Regions from separate parts of the Gossypium hirsutum genome. Here region 1 is linked to region 2. Evidence: chromatin contacts called from public Hi-C data. All regions are on one chromosome and are shown on one strand. The core of a region is the stretch at or near the end of the contact, and the rest is flanking DNA. Distances in the headings are between cores, read along the strand shown.

The links. Hi-C and Micro-C count contacts between places; a contact is called where the count stands out from the background.
Region 1: a contact with region 2 is called in a Hi-C map of leaf, with 3 times the contacts expected there. The contact joins two enhancer-like sites. A contact is called at or near these places in 3 of 34 Hi-C or Micro-C datasets (hypocotyl, leaf and petal).

The regions. Positions count from the first base shown.
Region 1 is chrD02:42,115,150-42,119,408 of Gossypium_hirsutum_v2.1, forward strand. No RefSeq gene overlaps it. Among protein-coding and RNA genes, the nearest start is that of LOC107910157, 8.3 kb to the right of the region's middle. Within about 2 kb of position 2,187, at least 4 of the 9 cell types and tissues checked have an H3K27ac peak or open chromatin away from gene starts, as enhancers often do.
Region 2 is chrD02:41,680,722-41,685,395 of Gossypium_hirsutum_v2.1, forward strand. No RefSeq gene overlaps it. Among protein-coding and RNA genes, the nearest start is that of LOC107908423, 45 kb to the left of the region's middle. Within about 2 kb of position 2,735, at least 8 of the 9 cell types and tissues checked have an H3K27ac peak or open chromatin away from gene starts, as enhancers often do.

The DNA.
Region 1 (4,259 bases), core at 937-3,436, 430 kb after region 2:
AAGTTTAAAACTCTTTGTGATTGAAGCTTACTTAATGGAAGAATCAATTGACAACTGGGTTATTGATTCTTGAGCCACTAACCATGTGTCTGTTTCTTTAAATGGGTTCATTGAAATAAGAAGTCTGCGTGATAGGAACCTCTTATTGCAGACTGGAGATGGGAGCTATGTTTCAGCCGAAGTAGTTGGAGAAGTTATTTTACATTTTGATAATTTTAGGAATATTGTTTTAAAGAACATATTTTATGTACATCATTTTAAGAGGAATTTAATTTCTTTAGCTTGTTTATTTTATAACGGCTATACTTTCACATTCAATAAAAGGGAATATTATTCATAAAAATCGTTCTTTAATCTGTAATGGATGGATGGAAAGCAATCTCTATTTTATCAAACCAAATAACTACTCAATGATTCAAACTAAAATAGTGAATAAAAAGCTTAAAACTTCTCACTCTATTGAGGGGTACCTATGGCACTTAAGATTTGATCATATTAACCAAGAAAGAATCACTAGACTCGTGAAAGATGGTCCTTTAAGTATGCTTAAGGAATTTAGTCTTCACAATGTGAATCTTGCTTGGAAGGTAAAATGACTAAGAGGTCTTTTAATGAGAAAGGTACAAGGGCCAACCAGACTTTAGAACTTTGCACACAGAATTAGTAGATCTGTTCCACCTAAAATGGGAATGGGCTGGGGTTATGAACTTATAATCTATAATCTGATGATCGAATCGATTCTATGATTATAAGTTTATTCCATATTGGACCAGACCAGAATAGGGCTATATACATTCTCATTATGAGAAAGGGTCATTCAAGCTTGATTTCAGTTAGTAATTGAACTAAGAAATAGATTCTAGAAGCTAACTAGAAGCTAAACTAACAAAGGGTATCTTGAGAAATTGCAATAATCGGGTTCATTGATATTCCTGGTATAGTAGATGCTATCACACATACAATCATACTTAATTCAATGGAATTGTTTGATCTTAAAGGGGATCTTCTATAATTTCACACGTGAGGGGTTATTTCTTGGTTTCGTCAAGTCATTAATAACTTAATTATTTTTAGATAATAGTATATGAAAACAACACTCGTAAGGAGTTCCATTGAAACCAAGAAATATAGGCCTATCTGCCATCCACACCAGAATAAATGGAGCTTTCTGAAAAAACCTGCTAGTGGAGGAAGACCTCCTAGAGATAAGAGACATAGAGCTAAAGAGAGAGCCAAAAAATTCAAATTCGAATTTTAAAGACGTTATTGCTAGAAGTGATAATCACAAACCCCAAATATATTCTGTAAAACCAACATAAAAAATGGAAAAAAATCCTAATTAGTAATTGATTATAAATGAAAAAAATTTGTTTCCATATATTTTATTATTTGTTCACGCTATTACATCAATCAATTATTAAATTATTATAGAGATTGGATATAAATCTATTGATTAGCACTTATATAGAAGACTATATTACTACAAAATAATTAATTAATTAGTTTATGAAGTTTTTACATATTAAATAGAAAATTATATTTATTTGCAAAATATAGTTACTATTTTATGTAGTTGATTAGCATGGCAGCAATATAATAAATTGAAGTTTAAAGATAGTTATACAATTTTTCCGTGATGATATTTTATACATAATTAGATTAATTTTGATTTCATAAATTAAATATGAAAAAGTCTTTCCTATTTTTTTGTTGAAAAAAAAAACTAGTTACATTAAAAAACCTAATCCTACATAACCTACCTATTTAACATAAATTATGTTCTCTATTTTTATGAAGTTGATTAGAAGGGGATTTAAATTCAAAAAATAAAAAGATTAGAAGGGGTTTCTAATTCTTGCAATAAATTTCAATAATTCTTTTATTGTAATTTGTTGTGTACACATATCTCTGCAACAAAGTCTAACAATTTTGAAAATAAAGTATGCAGATTTGTTGAATGACTACGAAATTCCTTTTCCAGTGATATAGCCAATAGTACAATTCAAAGTATTTTTCAAGAGAATAAGATGAGAAAAGATAAACAAATTCCAATTGACAATAAGCATGCCCTAGTCATATTTCTTCTATCTTTTTATAGTACTCTTCTGGTCGTTATGCGTTTGATGACTTGTGCTACATGACAAAATCAGTGAATCTCCATGGTAGTCTTCGTTGTTGTGTAGCATTGTTGGGCTCTAGTGGAGGCTCGAATTGGTTTACTGGTTTAACAATCATGGTGGGTTGGTTTACTGGTACAACAATCATGGTTTCATTCACAACAATACCCCTTGTTCAAAAGGCACCTTGCCCTCAAGGTGCCAGTCAGGAAAACTCTGATAAAGGTGGTTCTTATCCTCCCAAGTTATAACTTCAATTGGAAGTCCGTCCCAATGAATCAAAAATTGTTCAATGGAATGATCGGATCGTTCAATTACTCATTTGTTTAATATAGCTGCAGGCGACAAAATGACGGTGTTGGTAGAGTCAACAAGATGAAATGTAACTTTTTTATCAGGGATCCCATTGCATTTGCGGAGAAGGTAAATTGCTCCAACACGACAGCGGACTTTGAAAGGTCCAACGAAATGTCGACCAAGCTTATGATGACGCTGAAGTTGCACCGAATTTTGGTGAAAGGGTTGGAGTTTAACATATGCCCAATCTAATTTATTAAAATCGTGACTGTGTTTTTTCGTAACGAGTTTCATTCGAGTTTGGGCCCTGGAAAGATTCTACTTAAGGCGAGCCAGAAGTGTATCCCTATCAAACATGTATTCCTCCACCAATGGTGTATCAGTTGTGCCTTTGATGTATCGAGCAATGGTTGGAGGCGGTCATCCATGAAGAGCTTCGAATGGTGTCCTCTGTATAGTTGTTTGATAAGTAGTGTTGTACCCTTATTTAGCCCATGGTAACATAGCAACCCAGTTATGAGGAGTATCGGTAGTGAAACAACTTAAATACATCTCAAGGCATTTGTTAAGGGCTTTTGTTTGGAAATTCGTTTGGGGGAGGTATGGGGTACTCATTACTAGTTCGGTGCCTTATAAACGGTACCTAAAAAAATAAAAGGAAGTGCCATGAAATGACCATATTTTTTTAATCGGTCAACTACCACCATTATAGTAGTTTTTCCATGTGAGGACAACAATCCGGTAATAAAATCCATGGAAATATCTTCAAAAACCAGTGTTGGAATAGGGAGGGGTTAAAGTAAGCTAGCCAGTGGCAGTGAAGAATCTTTCATTTGTTGACAAATTTGACATTCTGAAACATAACGTTAAACACCACGACGCATTCCTTTCCAAAAAAAATTTGGATAAGAGGCGATGGAAGGTGCAAGTGATTCCAACATGGCTACCAACAAGAGATGAATTAAACTCACTTAACAGTTGTTGGTGAAGAGATGAATCGACGAGAAAGATGATATGGCCGTGAGAAAACAACCTATAATGATTCGCGTACCTAAGTAAAGATTCAGGGTCAACTCGAAGGAGATTATGTAAAGCGACTAAATCAGGGTGAGATTCGTTGGTCTCACGTACTACCGTGAGAATGGGAAATTCTAAGCCTATAATCACAAGTAGAGACGTGGATGAAGGGTATGATAGAGTAGCTAGTGCCTGATTGTGTTTCTCCGGACGATAAATAATTTTAAGTCATAACCCAATAATTTTCCCACCCATTTCTGTTGGTCAGGTGTCTGGATGATCTGATCAGTGAGGTTTTTCAAAGGTTGTTGATCAGTAATAATGACAATCAACGACCCAATAAATATTGTCCCCACCTTACAATGGCATGGGTAATGGCATACATTTCCCAATGATAAATGGAGGTTGATTGCTGGCATGGAGCAAGTTTTTGACTGAAGAAAGCTATGGGGTAGCCCTCTTGAGACAGAACAACACCAATGTCGATCCTTAATGCATCTGTTTCCAAGTTAAAAGGCTTGGAAAATTCTGGAAATTGTAAGATCGAAGCTGAAGTTATAGTTTTTGCAACTTAATGAAGGACAAGCCTATTGTTAAAGTATAATAAAAGGCATCTTTTCTTAGCAAATTAGTGAGTGGATTGATTATGGTATAGTAACTTCGAATGAAACGTCTATAATATACCGCTAGGCCTAAAAAAGCCCTAACGTCCTTAATTGTTGTTGGTGTAGGCCAGTCAAGGATGGCTTGAATCTTGTCTAGGTCAACTACTACACCCTAGGTTGATATAATATGACCCAAATAGCCTACTGTTTCTTGCCCAAATAA
Region 2 (4,674 bases), core at 1,485-3,984:
TATCCTTGATAACATTATTTTGTGAAAGAATAGGTAATTGAACATAGTGGGGATGTTGGTCTTGTGAATTTTCAAGAAACAAATAAATATAAAGTTTTACCATGTGGTATAGATAATTAACACAGCTAAGTTGAAATTTTGAAATTTAGGGATGAGGTACAAGCCTATAATATTTGAGTCATTTATGATTGAAACTCAACTAACGCTTGGTATAACATCAAGTCTTAAGTTCAATGAGACAGGGTATATCAACAGTATGTGACTGCTAGCACTATAAAATAATATATAATAATCATCCCAAGGGAAAAAGTGCTAGGTACCCGTAATGGCAAGGAAAGCATGAGACTATTATACTTTTAATAGACCCATAACATAAATATGTTAGAGTGTTATAATTACGGGAACACTCTTGATGGGGTCTACCTATGTGAGTGGAAGCGTGGCCGCTTCTAGGAGCTCAGAGGCTTGGCTCTAACAACACTCATGAAAAGAGGTTACAGACGCACGGTCATAATAGTGTCCCTGAATACTGTGCATTGATTGGTGTTGAAATCATTGTATGAGATATGTTCGATTAGTCAAATGGAATAACTAGTTCAAAGCATAGTCTACCATGCAATTTTTATTAACTTTAATATGCTTTCACTAAGTGAAGGTTCAAACGTACGACACCTTCATTTATGCTATTAATTTTCAAGATTATCAAAATATAGAATACTTTCAAAATAGGGGGAGATTGTTGGAACATTTTAAAAAAATATATAATGTTCCAATAGTTGTAAATGAAAAGTTATAAATAACCAAAAGTTGTGTCATTTGGTTATTAACCAAAAGTTGTAACCATTTATAATGATGAGTTATGCCTCTTAAATTCAAAATTTATGTCACTTGATTATTAAAGAATAATCATAATTATTCAAGTAGATATCTATTGAATAATTATGTTTATTGCTAAAGATATGACTATCCATTTAAGTAGTTATGTCTCTATGAAGAGACATGAGGCTTCTTATAAATAGGAGTGAACTTTCATTTGTATGACACCCAAAAACATAGAAACAAAGTTTCTTTCTATTCTCCAACCATCTTTTATATTCCTAGATTGTTCTATAAAGAATTCTTTATAGAAATTGATATGGAGGTGAATAGAACCTTAAAGAAAATGACATTGTTACAGGCCTTGGATCCTTCAATAATTTCTCATAAGTTTATTTATATCCCTACACTCCAACATATTTAATTGATTTTGATATTTATAAATTTAAAATTTAATTATTGAAAAAAATAGAACTTTCAACAAGAGGGTAAACAAATTCATATTGCCAATTTTTAAAGCATTATTTTAGTTTCTACCACTTTTTCACTTGAATTCTTAATATTTTTTTACCCTGATTAATACCTTTTTAGGTGACAAAAACTAAAACAACTTAGAAGTTGGGTGACCAAACTGAGAGTGTGAACATGATGTGGCGTGTATAGTTAACCACTGTTAGAGATTTAACGGTTGGGTGACTAAAATAAAAATACCCTAAAAGTTAAGTAATGAAATTCTAATAATTTTATTTTAGGTGACCAACTAGATAGTTTACCCTAAAGTATTTGTAAAAGTAGCACCCATTTGGAGTTCAAAGCCTACAAACCACACCCCTGTTCGTTATCTAACAAATTGTAAACTACACTATTAGTCACTAAACTATGGATAAGGTTTTGTTTAGTTAACTAAAAGAGTTACACTTTGGTCACCGAAATATTCAAAAGTTTTCATTTAATTTACTAAACTATTCAAAAGTTTTTATTTAACTCACTAAGTTGTTAAGGTTTTTTTAAAAAAAGTTCTGCTAGTAAGCTCTAACCGACAATTTGACAATCCATGCAAAACTATTTGACAATTTGACAATTTGACAGTTAGTCTACGAGATTGAAGAAAAAAGTTGTTTAAGTTTTGGTTCGCATATTCATGATGTCCAAAACTATTTTATTGGATTTGAAAAAAAAATATGTATAGGAGAAAGGAGAAAAGAGCTTTTGATTGGTGCATGCACTGCAAACAAAGAAAGCCACATAGCATTGATTTTAACAGCCTAATGACTTAAATGAAAACTTTTGAATAATTGAATGAAAAAATTGTAACCATTTTTAGATAAGTGACCAAATCAAAAATTTATCTCTAATAGAATTACTAATGGTGTAGTTTACCCGATAACAAAAATGATATTGCACATCAGAAATAAGAATTATTAAAGATTTATAGTATTTTAGGTATAGACCAAAAGCAATTATTAAAGAAATCGGGCTACCTTAATGAAAATGACGAGACCAAGATTTTAGGGAAATAAGATTTGGGAATTAATGAACTGGTTAAAAAGGCTGGAATAATTTAGGCTCCAAATAAAACAAGGAGCACAAAGAAATGAGTTTCTATGGCTAAAGAGAAAGGGGTTGTAATTGCAAACGGATGGAAGCCCAACTTGAACATTCTAAAACCATCAAAGAAGGTTGAGGCATCCTCCTTGAGTCCAAAAAATAATCCATTTTATGATAGATTGAGAATGGACCCGATAGAATTGGATAGAGATTTGGAGCCCATTCACTTTCAAGCTATTAGCCCGATGTTGAAAGGAAAGAAAATTTTGGCAATTAGATTTATGGCTAAAGAAGGTATTTCAACTAGAAGTGAGGGACACAACTGCCATAGTATCTCAAAATCAAAACAAAGTATGGGGGTAAGGGAACTCATCGGCCATGAGAAGAGATCAGTGAAAAAGTGGGTGAAAATACAGAGTAGGAACCAATGGGCTTCAAGGGTGTCGATTTGTCACCACTTTCGGTGGCTCTAGCTATAGATGATATTTTACAAGGGTTGAGTAACGAGGTTGGGGATGACACCGCTATGGCCAGTGTTTGAGGAGAGGAGATCGGGAAGGAGGATGAAACTATTAAGGGTGTTGAGTTTATATGAGGGTTTCGATAACACTTTCATGGCCTACTATTTTGTGATGGTCTCTGATTTTAATTTAATGCTTTGGAATTGTCAAGGGTGTGGACACTCTCGATTCCATAAATTTTTAAAAGAATACAAGACAAAAGTTTGTCCAAACATTGTTTCTCTCTTTGAAACTAGAATTAGTGAGACCAAGGCTAACATTGTTATTTCAAAGCTGAGGTTTGAAAACTCATTCTGAGTCGAAACATTGGGTTTTGTGGGTGGTATTTTGATTTTCTGGAATGATAGGTGTTGAGGTAGTAAAAGCTCATCCTCAGTTTATACATATGCGTGTTCAGAAATTACGAAGCCACACTTTATTTCTCTGTTCTGTTGTTTATGTGAGTCCACTACTACGTACAATTACTCAGTTATAGGAAATTTTGGGTTAGAGTGTTGATAAGGTTGAAGATCCTTGGCTAGTGGTAGGGGATTTCAACACGATTTTGAGAAGTGATGAATGGAAAGGAGGTTTTGAGTCTCACAAAGTGGGTTGCAATCGATCCGGTTTGTTTGTTTTCTAGCATAGTTTTCACGATATAGGGTATTAAGGGTTGTATTTCATTTGGAGCAGAGGGAACCTATTTCAGAAGCTTGATCGAGGACCTTGTAATGATCTGTGGTAGCCTTTCACACTAAATTTAGTTGTAAGACATCTACATAAACTAAAATCTGATCACCATCTTATTTTCATTTTGACAAATAAGGCAAGAGCTGTCACATCCCAAAAATTGGGTTTGAAGAAATCAGGTTAGTGAAATCAAGAGTGGTTACATCTTGATTTGTGAGTTAAGATTGTGAAAATTGTGACAAGTAAAATAATCTAGTTCAGTGGTTTAGTGTTGTGATTATGTGTGAAAGGTCCTATGTTCAAATCCTGTCTCTTGGAATTTTGTTAGTTTTTAGCTCAATTCCTATTCCTAGTCTTCTGGCTTAAATCTTATTTCTGAGCAAGTTATGACAGAATGAGTTTATTGGATCAATGGTAAGGTGTTAGCTTACCTTAGGTCTTGTGTTCGACTCTCGTGTTGCGTGTGAGTGTAACATTTTGTCCTTGGCACTTGTTAGTTGTTGGGTTAAAGTTATTTTTCTAAAAAAATTTGTGAATAAATATCTGTTTATTTTTATTGATATTTTTAATTTTGTTCCAAAAATTCCCACTTTCACTCCATCGTTAACCATCCACTTTTCCCTATTTCCACACATTAATTTTGGTTTTATTCTTCCTTTTCTTCTTTTCTTCTTTATCTTTTCTTTTGTTCTTTTTGGTTCTCTTGAGATTGTTACTGACGTTCTTTGTTGGGTATTATTTCTTTACTGTCATTCCATTTGTTCCCTATGTTCGTGCGCGAGTTTTGTCTTTCCATTATGGTTCAAAACGGGGTATAAGTTTGTTTAATATCTTTTATGTTATTTTGAATTGAATTTATTTTTCGTGGTAAGATATGATTGGTTAGTATTTAGTCTTCTTGTTATGTAGTGCTTGACATTTTCGTGATTTTGTTTAGGTGAAGGGTGTGAGAAACAGGTTACATCAAAGGAGTGATTTCCGTTTTGGAAGCTGTTTCCGAGTGGTAAGTAATCGAACTTCACTTAGGGACTGAAATTTTGTTAAAGGAATATGATGTTGGATGATATTTTGTTGGTTAAGTGAGTTAATTGGATGAATTATATCATCAGGTGTGTGACTC